Regions from separate parts of the Mus musculus genome. Here region 1 is linked to region 2. A link is a contact called in public HiChIP or PLAC-seq data. All regions are on one chromosome and are shown on one strand. The core of a region is the stretch at or near the end of the contact, and the rest is flanking DNA. Distances in the headings are between cores, read along the strand shown.

Region 1 (3,969 bases), core at 515-3,014, 290 kb after region 2:
ATGTTTGCTTCTAGGTGTTCTAGGTCCTGTTGACTTGACATCATTATTAATCATCACTCACACTGTTAAAGCATGACCAATATAATAAGTGTACATTAAGTAAATGATGCTAAAGTACAGGGCATTGCCAACAGCCTGTAGTGGGGTCTTTGTTGCTTTGGTCCAGGCTTCAAAAACAGACCGACTGACAGACAATCGAAATGGGCAGGGCATTGGTAACATGCACGGAAGGAAAGATATCTTGCTTCTAGTTCTGGGTCCCATTTGGGAGCTTCCATCCTCTTTATCTGTCTTCTGTTTCTCTCTCTAGTTCCCCTGAATATTGTTTTAGGTTTAGGATTATTTGCTCCCTTGCATGCAGGAAAAAAGAAAGAAAGAAAGAATTACCCAAGGGCTGGCAAGATGGCTCAACCAGTATGAGCACTGACTGCTTTTCCAAAGGTCCCGAGTTCAAATCCCAGCAACCACATGGTGGCTCACAACCACCCGTAATGAGATCTGACACCTTCTTCTGGTGTGTCTGAAGACAGCTACAGTGTACTTACATATAATAAATAAATAAATCTTAAAAAAAAAAAGAATTACCCAAGAATGGTCAACTAATCTAATTCTTCTCCTGTGGAAAATCCACAATGCTTTAAGTCCCAGTAAAGACCAAGTGAATTAATACATCTCTAGAAAGTTCCTTTGGCATCACAGTCAAGAACTTTAGAGGCTAACATTTAGGGTGCAAGTGGGGTTTCCAGTAGGTAGGTGTTTTCCTTCTTAAGTCTCCTTTCCACAATGATGCTGGATAATCACCCTATCTTTGATATTAGAAAATATTTCCTAGTAATATTGATGTGGCATTGACTAAGGTCATTTATTCCTTAAGCCTAATTATGCATATGTTGATTTTCTCCCAGGATACATTATGCAGTGCTCTATCATAGAAAGTCATAAGTATTTTTCTACAGTGAAGGTTATTTATTCGTTCAACATTCAGGTGATTTTTATCGGAGCACCAAATGTGTTAAGCATGAAGCCCTGCCCTAGGAGAACCTATAATTCAGGAGAGGTGAACATCTACTAATAAGTACCCAAACTAGCTTTAAGTGTTAGAAATAAAATCAAGAGATTGTTGGGGTAGAGAATAAAGTGAACATTGAAGTGAGAATTAAGAGGAGAAAGGGGCTGGAGAGATGGCTCAGCGAAGAGCACTTGCTGCTCTTCCGGGAGACCCAATTCAGATTCCTGGTGCCCATTCACAGCTGTCTATAACTTCAGCTGCATGGGATCCTAAGCCTCTGGCTTCCAAGAGCACCTGCTCTTACATACATGCACACACCAGCAGACATAGCGACAGATAGACACACAGCCAATAATCTTTAAAAAAAATTGCAGCTAGATAAGCCGGCAGTGGTGGGGCACACCTTTGATCCCAGCACTAGGGAGGCAGAGGCAAGTGGGGCTAGCCTGAACTACCTACCGAAAGAGTTCCAGGGCAGTATGGGCTACACAGAGAAACCCTGTTTCGAAAACAAAACATAACAAAACAAAATTGCAATTTGTAAAAAGGAGAGAAGAGAAAGAATTCAGGCCTCGCAAATGGGGTCATAGTCACCTTATGCATGTTAAAAATAGACTCCAATCTCTTCCACTGCAGGATAGATGCATAGGCTAAAACGCCGGGCTGCCAGCACTAAGGATGGCTGACAAGAGGGCGGAGCGTGCGCGTCCCCGATTGGCCAACTGTAGAGTGACGTCACGAGGCAGAGCCTCTGGGCTCCCGGCAGCTCCTGGGTGGGGAGCGGCGCTGCCTGCGACCCGGCACCTTGGCACTGGGCACCCAGGGGCACGCTGGGGCTGGTGGGGACGGAGCGCCTCGTGGCCGAGCATGGCGGGCTCGCTGCCTCCCTGCGTGGTTGACTGCGGCACCGGGTAAGAGCCGCGCCCCACGCGCCCACTCACGCTTCGCTGGGCGTCCTGGAGCCATTTCCCCGCGGGGTCAGACGGCAGGAGGAGCGCGGAGGGATGGTGCACGGAGGGATGGTGTGCTGAGGGACAGAGCTCAGTCTGAGGGGTTGGGGAGTTTGAGGGATAGAGCTTAGGTGGGGTGGGAGCTGGGGGACGGAGCTCAATCTGAGGGCTTAGAGAGTTAAGGGATGTGGCTCTGAGAAGATGGGGTGCTGAGGGCATGAGGCTGCGGGGTTACCGGGTGGGCTGCACCTTGCCGGGATGTTGCTGCAGATACTTTCTCTGCAGGGCTTGCACCTGAGAGCTCAGAGTAGTTCCTCTCCCCCCCATCCCCGGGGTGCTTGTCACCTGTCCTCATCCTGTGCACTCACGCGCGCGCGCGTGTCACCTTTCCCTACTGATGTACCAACCACCTACTCGTGGAGATGTTTACACGTGCCATGTCAACTTGACACCCAGTCCCCTTTCCCACTCTGCTCTTTTCCACTCTGAAATGGCACAGCCTAGCCCAGCTCCTGCTTTGGTTTGCATACACTTATCTTTGCTCTTAAAACACACACACACACACACACACACACACACACACACACACACACATTAAAAAAAGACTAACATTTTGAAAAAAAAACAGCCCTCTCCTTTTTGGGGAAGTAGATAACTCTTTTCTTTTTTGAAGATGTTAATTTTTCAGAAGAGACCTTAAGAATGGCTTATGCTGTCAGGCTTAGCTAATTTTAGGAAGGTGGCAGCCAAACCTCCAACCTGGGAGTTTGGGAGTACCTGCTGGCATTGCTGACAAAGTACTTCATAAATAGCTTGCAAATAAATTTAGCCTCTTAAAATGTTTTTCAAGGGATGGTAATCCTTTGTCACCGAATAGTCTGTGGCATGTTCTCTTGCAATTCTTTCCTGTAGAAAAATATACTTGGTTTGGTTTCCTTGACAACCTTGTGGGGGTGTCTTCTAATTTGCTACAGTCCATCTCCTACTGATGTGTCTTTCCTTTTGTTGCTCCGGAACCAGCAGTGGTTACAGACTGGAAAACATGTTCTATTTCTGCTAATTTTTCTTTTGGAAATAAACGTTATAGAGAAGTTTTGTTGCCCTGTATTTGAGAAGTTGCTGACTTCCCTAGACTTGCTCAAATCAGTATGGCTCTTGTGGACCATTCCCCCATGTGTTGGCTCCCCTTACTGTCTCACTCTATCTGCCACTCCCTTCAGTCTGGAAGTGTCAGCAATGAGGGCAATATGTAAACATTGTTTTTATGTTAATGTCTGCATGTGAGAACTTTGGCTTTGTGTTGCCTAAACTGCTGAGACTTGAAGCTCTCTCTGCGCAGTGTTAACAGTAAAGCAGCACTCCCTGGGCCATCTGTGCTGTATTTCTTATTAGTAAGCTGACACCGTATCCATTGTTCTTGCTATAATGATCTAAAGAGTGCTCAGTCTTGACCTTTTGGGGTCAGTGACTGATGTCACCTTCACCTTCAGTAGATCGTCATGGCCCAAAGCTGTGCTTCAGGCTAGCATCTTTAGGCTGTCAGAGGCTCTGGACTCAGTGACAGGGACCTGGGGTTTCCTGTGGGTGTTTTCTGCCACTGAAGCCCCTGTGGCTATCACGAGTCCCCAGTGTTCAGTGTGTGAGCAGAAGATGACTGCATAGCCTAAGCGTTCCAGCTTCCATGTATTAGTGATTCTTGCATTTCTTGTTTTGGATTGAGTTTTACCTCAGAATAGAACTAAATGTAAAATGCAGCTAAAAATAACAAGGACTGAGGAACATAATAGACTTGGGAGATCTCATTTTAGACTGAGTTTTACCTTAGAATAGAACAGTGCAGCTAAAAATAGCCAGGATTGAGGAACAGAATACACTTGGGAGACTCATCACGTGGGCACTACTGATGAGATGGGCAGGTTTTTGTTTTGTTTTGTGTTGGTGGTGGTAGTAGACGTAGAACCTGGGGATCTTGTTAAGTGGAGCCTCTACCACTGAATTGCACCCTGAGTT
Region 2 (4,030 bases), core at 1,527-4,026:
CTCACTTTTTTTTAAAAGGCTAGCCTGGAACTCCCGAGAAATCCAGTGTCTTCTGCCTCTGAATCCTGGGATTAAAGGGCCAGAAGCTGAGTAGTTACATTTTGAAACTGTCTTGTTAGAATACCTTGTTTCCAAATCAACAATGCATACATAGCACACACAGCATGCACTTCAGTTTCCTTTAGTTATACTTTCAGAAAAATGGCCAAGCTAAGTTTATGCATGTATGCATGTTTCAAGGTACAATAAAAAAAAAAATTGGGGGTGGTTCTTGGTTTTTTGGAGACAGGGCTTCTCTGTGTAGCCCTGGCTGTCCTGAAACTTGATCTGATCTGTAGATTAGGCTGGCCTCAAACTCAGAGATCCACCTGCCTCTACTTTCCAAGTACTAGGACTATGGGCATGTACCACCACCACTTTAAATTCATTTTTGTAAATAACATATTGCAAGGTTTTATATGGTGGAGAAATGTAACTAGTAAATCTGGAATAATAGTTCAGTTGTTCACGTGCTTGTCCAGTGGGGTAGTAGTGTGTCTGAAATCCCAAGGCTGCGAAAGCAGAGAGGAGGACCCCAGAGCTTGCTGGCCGGCCAGTCTAGCTAAATCACTGAGCTTCAGGTTCAGTACCTGTCTCAAAAATGAGGTAGAGAGGCTAGAAAAAGGATCAGTGAAGCAACTGACATACAAGTATTAGGACCTGAGTTAAAAACTCTAGAACCCATGTCAAAGTCAAGTACAACTGTTCATCTAGTAGATAGGAGACAGAATTCCTGGAAGCTCATGGGCCAGCTAGCTTAGTTTATTCAGAGCAAATAACAAATGAGATTCTGTCTCAAACAAAGTAGAAAGTTGTCCTCTACATGGGGGTATTCCCATATCTATACACATGTCCATATATACATGTGTACACACACACACACACACACACACACACACACACAACTAATGCCACCTGAGAACAGACTAACAGCCCTCTATATTGCCTCACAAATTTTACTGTAAAAGAGAATATATGGGGCTGGGAAGATGTCTCAGGGGTTAAGAGCACTGACTACTCTTCCAGAGGTCCTGAGTTCAATTCCCAGCAACCAAGTGGTGGCTCACAACCATCTGCAATGGGATCCAATGCTCTCTTCTGATGTGTCTGAAGACAGACAGCTACAGTGTACTCATAAATAAGAGATATAAATCTTAAAGAGAGAGAGTGTGTGTGTACATAGAGCATGAGAGGTGGCTCCGCTTAACAACACTTCCTATCCTGAGTTTGGGACCAGAGTGGTCTACATAGCAAGTTCCAGCATGTGGCAAACATTGAAACCCTGTCTACATACATACATACATACATACATACATACATTTCTAGTATCTATTGTGTTGGCTTTATAAAAATTTTTTAAATTTAAAAAATATTTTAAAAAGACACAAATCCTGGGACTAGGGATAGTTCACTTGGTGGACTGCTTAAAGCACTTGGGAGACACAAACAGGAGGCTCAAGAGAACTGTCTTTGTTATTGCAGTTTAACAGAACCAAATGCTCATCAGTAAAACTGCTGAAAATCCTTAAGCTTTTGATGATATAACTCAAAATGATATAACATTTTTATAAATGTTGTGTGACTGTGCTACATTACTATTTATGTTCTAAATAAATGTATACCTTTTGGGTCTTTTCACTTTATGTACCATGTATATACATTGTCTGTATAGCCAGAAGACGACCCTGGGATTAGCATTAAAGACAGTAGTGAACCTCCACGTGGGTGCTAGCAATCAAGCCCTGGTCCTCTGGAAAAACAGCAAGTGCTCTTGACTGCTGAGGCATCTCTCCAGCCCCAGAAGTACATATACACACATACCTCATCCATAATTGGAATTGAGGGCTGAACTTAGTGATGAATGCCTGTAATCCCAATAGCAATCAAAAGGTTGATGCATTAAGGTAACAAATTTTGATGCCAGCCTTGGCTAAACAATGAGTTCAAGGCCAGCATGGGATATATAAAACCATGTCTCAAAAAAAATTAAATAACCAGAAAGATTAATCACATAACCCAGCCAATCTAATACCACTTGAGAAGAAAACTTTCAGCATCATCTTCCAGCATAATAAGGCAGGCTCTCCATTAACTCCTACCAAGCTTGTCCCACAGCAGCAGCAGGAGCAGCAGCAACACAAGAAAAGATAAAACAGGCATGGCTTAACAGTTAGCAAAGTACTGGCTGCTCTTCCAGAGGACCCAGATTCAATTCCTAGCTCAGTAACTCCAGTTCCAGGGGATCTGGCATCTTCACACAGACATACATGCAGGCACATAAAAGTAAATAAAAATTTTAAATATATAAATAAAATGTTTGATAAATACATAGCTATTAAGACCCCTTTAATCCCTGCATCCAGAAGGCAGAGGCAGGAAGATCCTGAGTTCAAGTTCAGCTTAGTCTAAATATTCCAAGTTCCAAGTCAGCCAAGACTAAATAGAGAGACCCTGTCTCACAAAAACAAAAAATTTAAAATTTAAAAAGTCTCCTAGCAATGCTCTGACAAGTTACCCTACAGCTATGAGAATCCGAATACACATACAAGGGGCAGGGCACACGCGTGTGCACGAGCACACTCCACACTCGGAGAGGAAAGGGGAGGAAGAGAGAGGCAAAGGGAGTGAGGGAGGTTGGGAGGGAGAAAATAATAATAAGAAAGAGGAGGGGATAGATTGAAGGAAGCTCCATTAAAGAAAGTAGATCCGACAGACAACAGCCACCTAAAAAAAGTGGAATGGATTCCTCTAAAGCCCAGATCTGGAATCCTACTTCTAAGAAGCCAGCAGAGACTGCCTGCTTGGTTATTAACTCTTTGCTAACCATGTTCTTTCCCTCTCTGCTGTTTAAATCAAAACAAACCAAGAAGTGCAGCTTATGGTTTTATAATATTTAAACTAAAGAAGTTTGTTGGAAGTCCAGGACATTAAAAAAAAAAAAAAAAAAAAGGGAAACAACTACATCTTTCCATCATCTCGCTTCACCAAGTGAGCACTTTACTGAGCTTAACCCCTTCAGTAAATTCTTCCCAATCCACTATTATGAAGTGAGAAATTCAAAGTGATCTTTGATTTGTACCACAAACACCCCCGCTAGGGTTTTACTCTGCTACAGCAGACTCTTCCAGTTAACAGTGGAAGCTTTTCACTTTAAAAGTCTAAAATTCTATAACTAGCTTTTTCTTCTCCCTCTTATCTATAGATATTTATCATGTTGTTAAATAAAAGGTTTGGGGAAAAAAGCATACTTTTCCAAGCTTTAAAACAAACATCTACAACTACAACAATTATCCTTCTGTTCAATAAACAGTTTTTCCACCTTTCTTATCCTTAATGAAGCTGGCCAAATGTTTTATTGCTCCTAGCACTGATACCAAGAAAAAAGGGGGAAGGAAAAAGAAACCTGATATTGTCTGCTTTTGTTGCTCTAATATCTAATAAACTAGCTTAAATTATGACTTAAATAAAGTAATCATGTCTTATAGTACCAAATTCTTTTAAAATAAAGGAAAGTTTTAAAGATTTGGGGTCAGGCTCTAACCTCCCACGCATGCCAGGTAAGAATTGTCTTCATTTGGTGCAGGACTCTGAACCATCCAACCACTCAGAACCCTCACTCCTACAGACTATCATCACTTTCCACAAAAATATTCTCATCTAAAACATTGCAATTATCTCACAGAACTTCAGAATAATAAAATCCAAGGAGTTAAGATTTAAGACAAAACCAAGACAGCAAGCAGACTGCTATAGAGCCACTAACTGTACTGACAGATGCTTATAATACATAGAGAATAGGCCCAGGACAAACCAGGCTTTGAGTTATATGAAAGCCACTGCAAAAAAAAACAAAAAACAAAAAAAAACCTATTTTTATTATTATGAAAAAAATTAAAATGTCATCCCAAAGAAACATCTACAATGAACTGGGAAATTATTTTAATGTGTTCAGAAAACACAATGCAAAACTTTATACTCCTTCTTTCCATGT

Evidence for each region. HiChIP or PLAC-seq counts read pairs in DNA pulled down with a chosen protein or histone mark.
Region 1: a contact with region 2 is called in an H3K4me3 HiChIP or PLAC-seq map of craniofacial prominence, with 4 times the contacts expected there. The contact joins the promoter of Actr3b here to the enhancer-like site in region 2. A contact is called at or near these places in 6 of 39 promoter capture datasets (the C10 cell line, cranial neural crest, embryonic stem cells and 2 more), 1 of 15 datasets of contacts at CTCF or cohesin (the NIH/3T3 cell line), 3 of 115 datasets of contacts at active chromatin or transcription factors (craniofacial prominence, embryonic forebrain and forebrain) and 1 of 9 other capture datasets (embryonic stem cells).

Annotation. Positions count from the first base shown.
Region 1 is chr5:25,758,209-25,762,177 of GRCm38.p6, forward strand. It overlaps Actr3b (ARP3 actin-related protein 3B), which reads left to right and starts at 1,765. Exons shown (of 12, transcript NM_001004365.2): 1 at 1,765-1,920. The coding sequence starts at 1,877.
Region 2 is chr5:25,469,560-25,473,589 of GRCm38.p6, forward strand. All of the region lies in intron 1 of Kmt2c (lysine (K)-specific methyltransferase 2C), which reads right to left. Among named protein-coding and RNA genes, the nearest start is that of Kmt2c, 27 kb to the right of the region's middle. Within about 2 kb of position 2,777, at least 58 of the 459 cell types and tissues checked have an H3K27ac peak or open chromatin away from gene starts, as enhancers often do. A contact at or near this core is called in craniofacial prominence and forebrain, where this site is marked.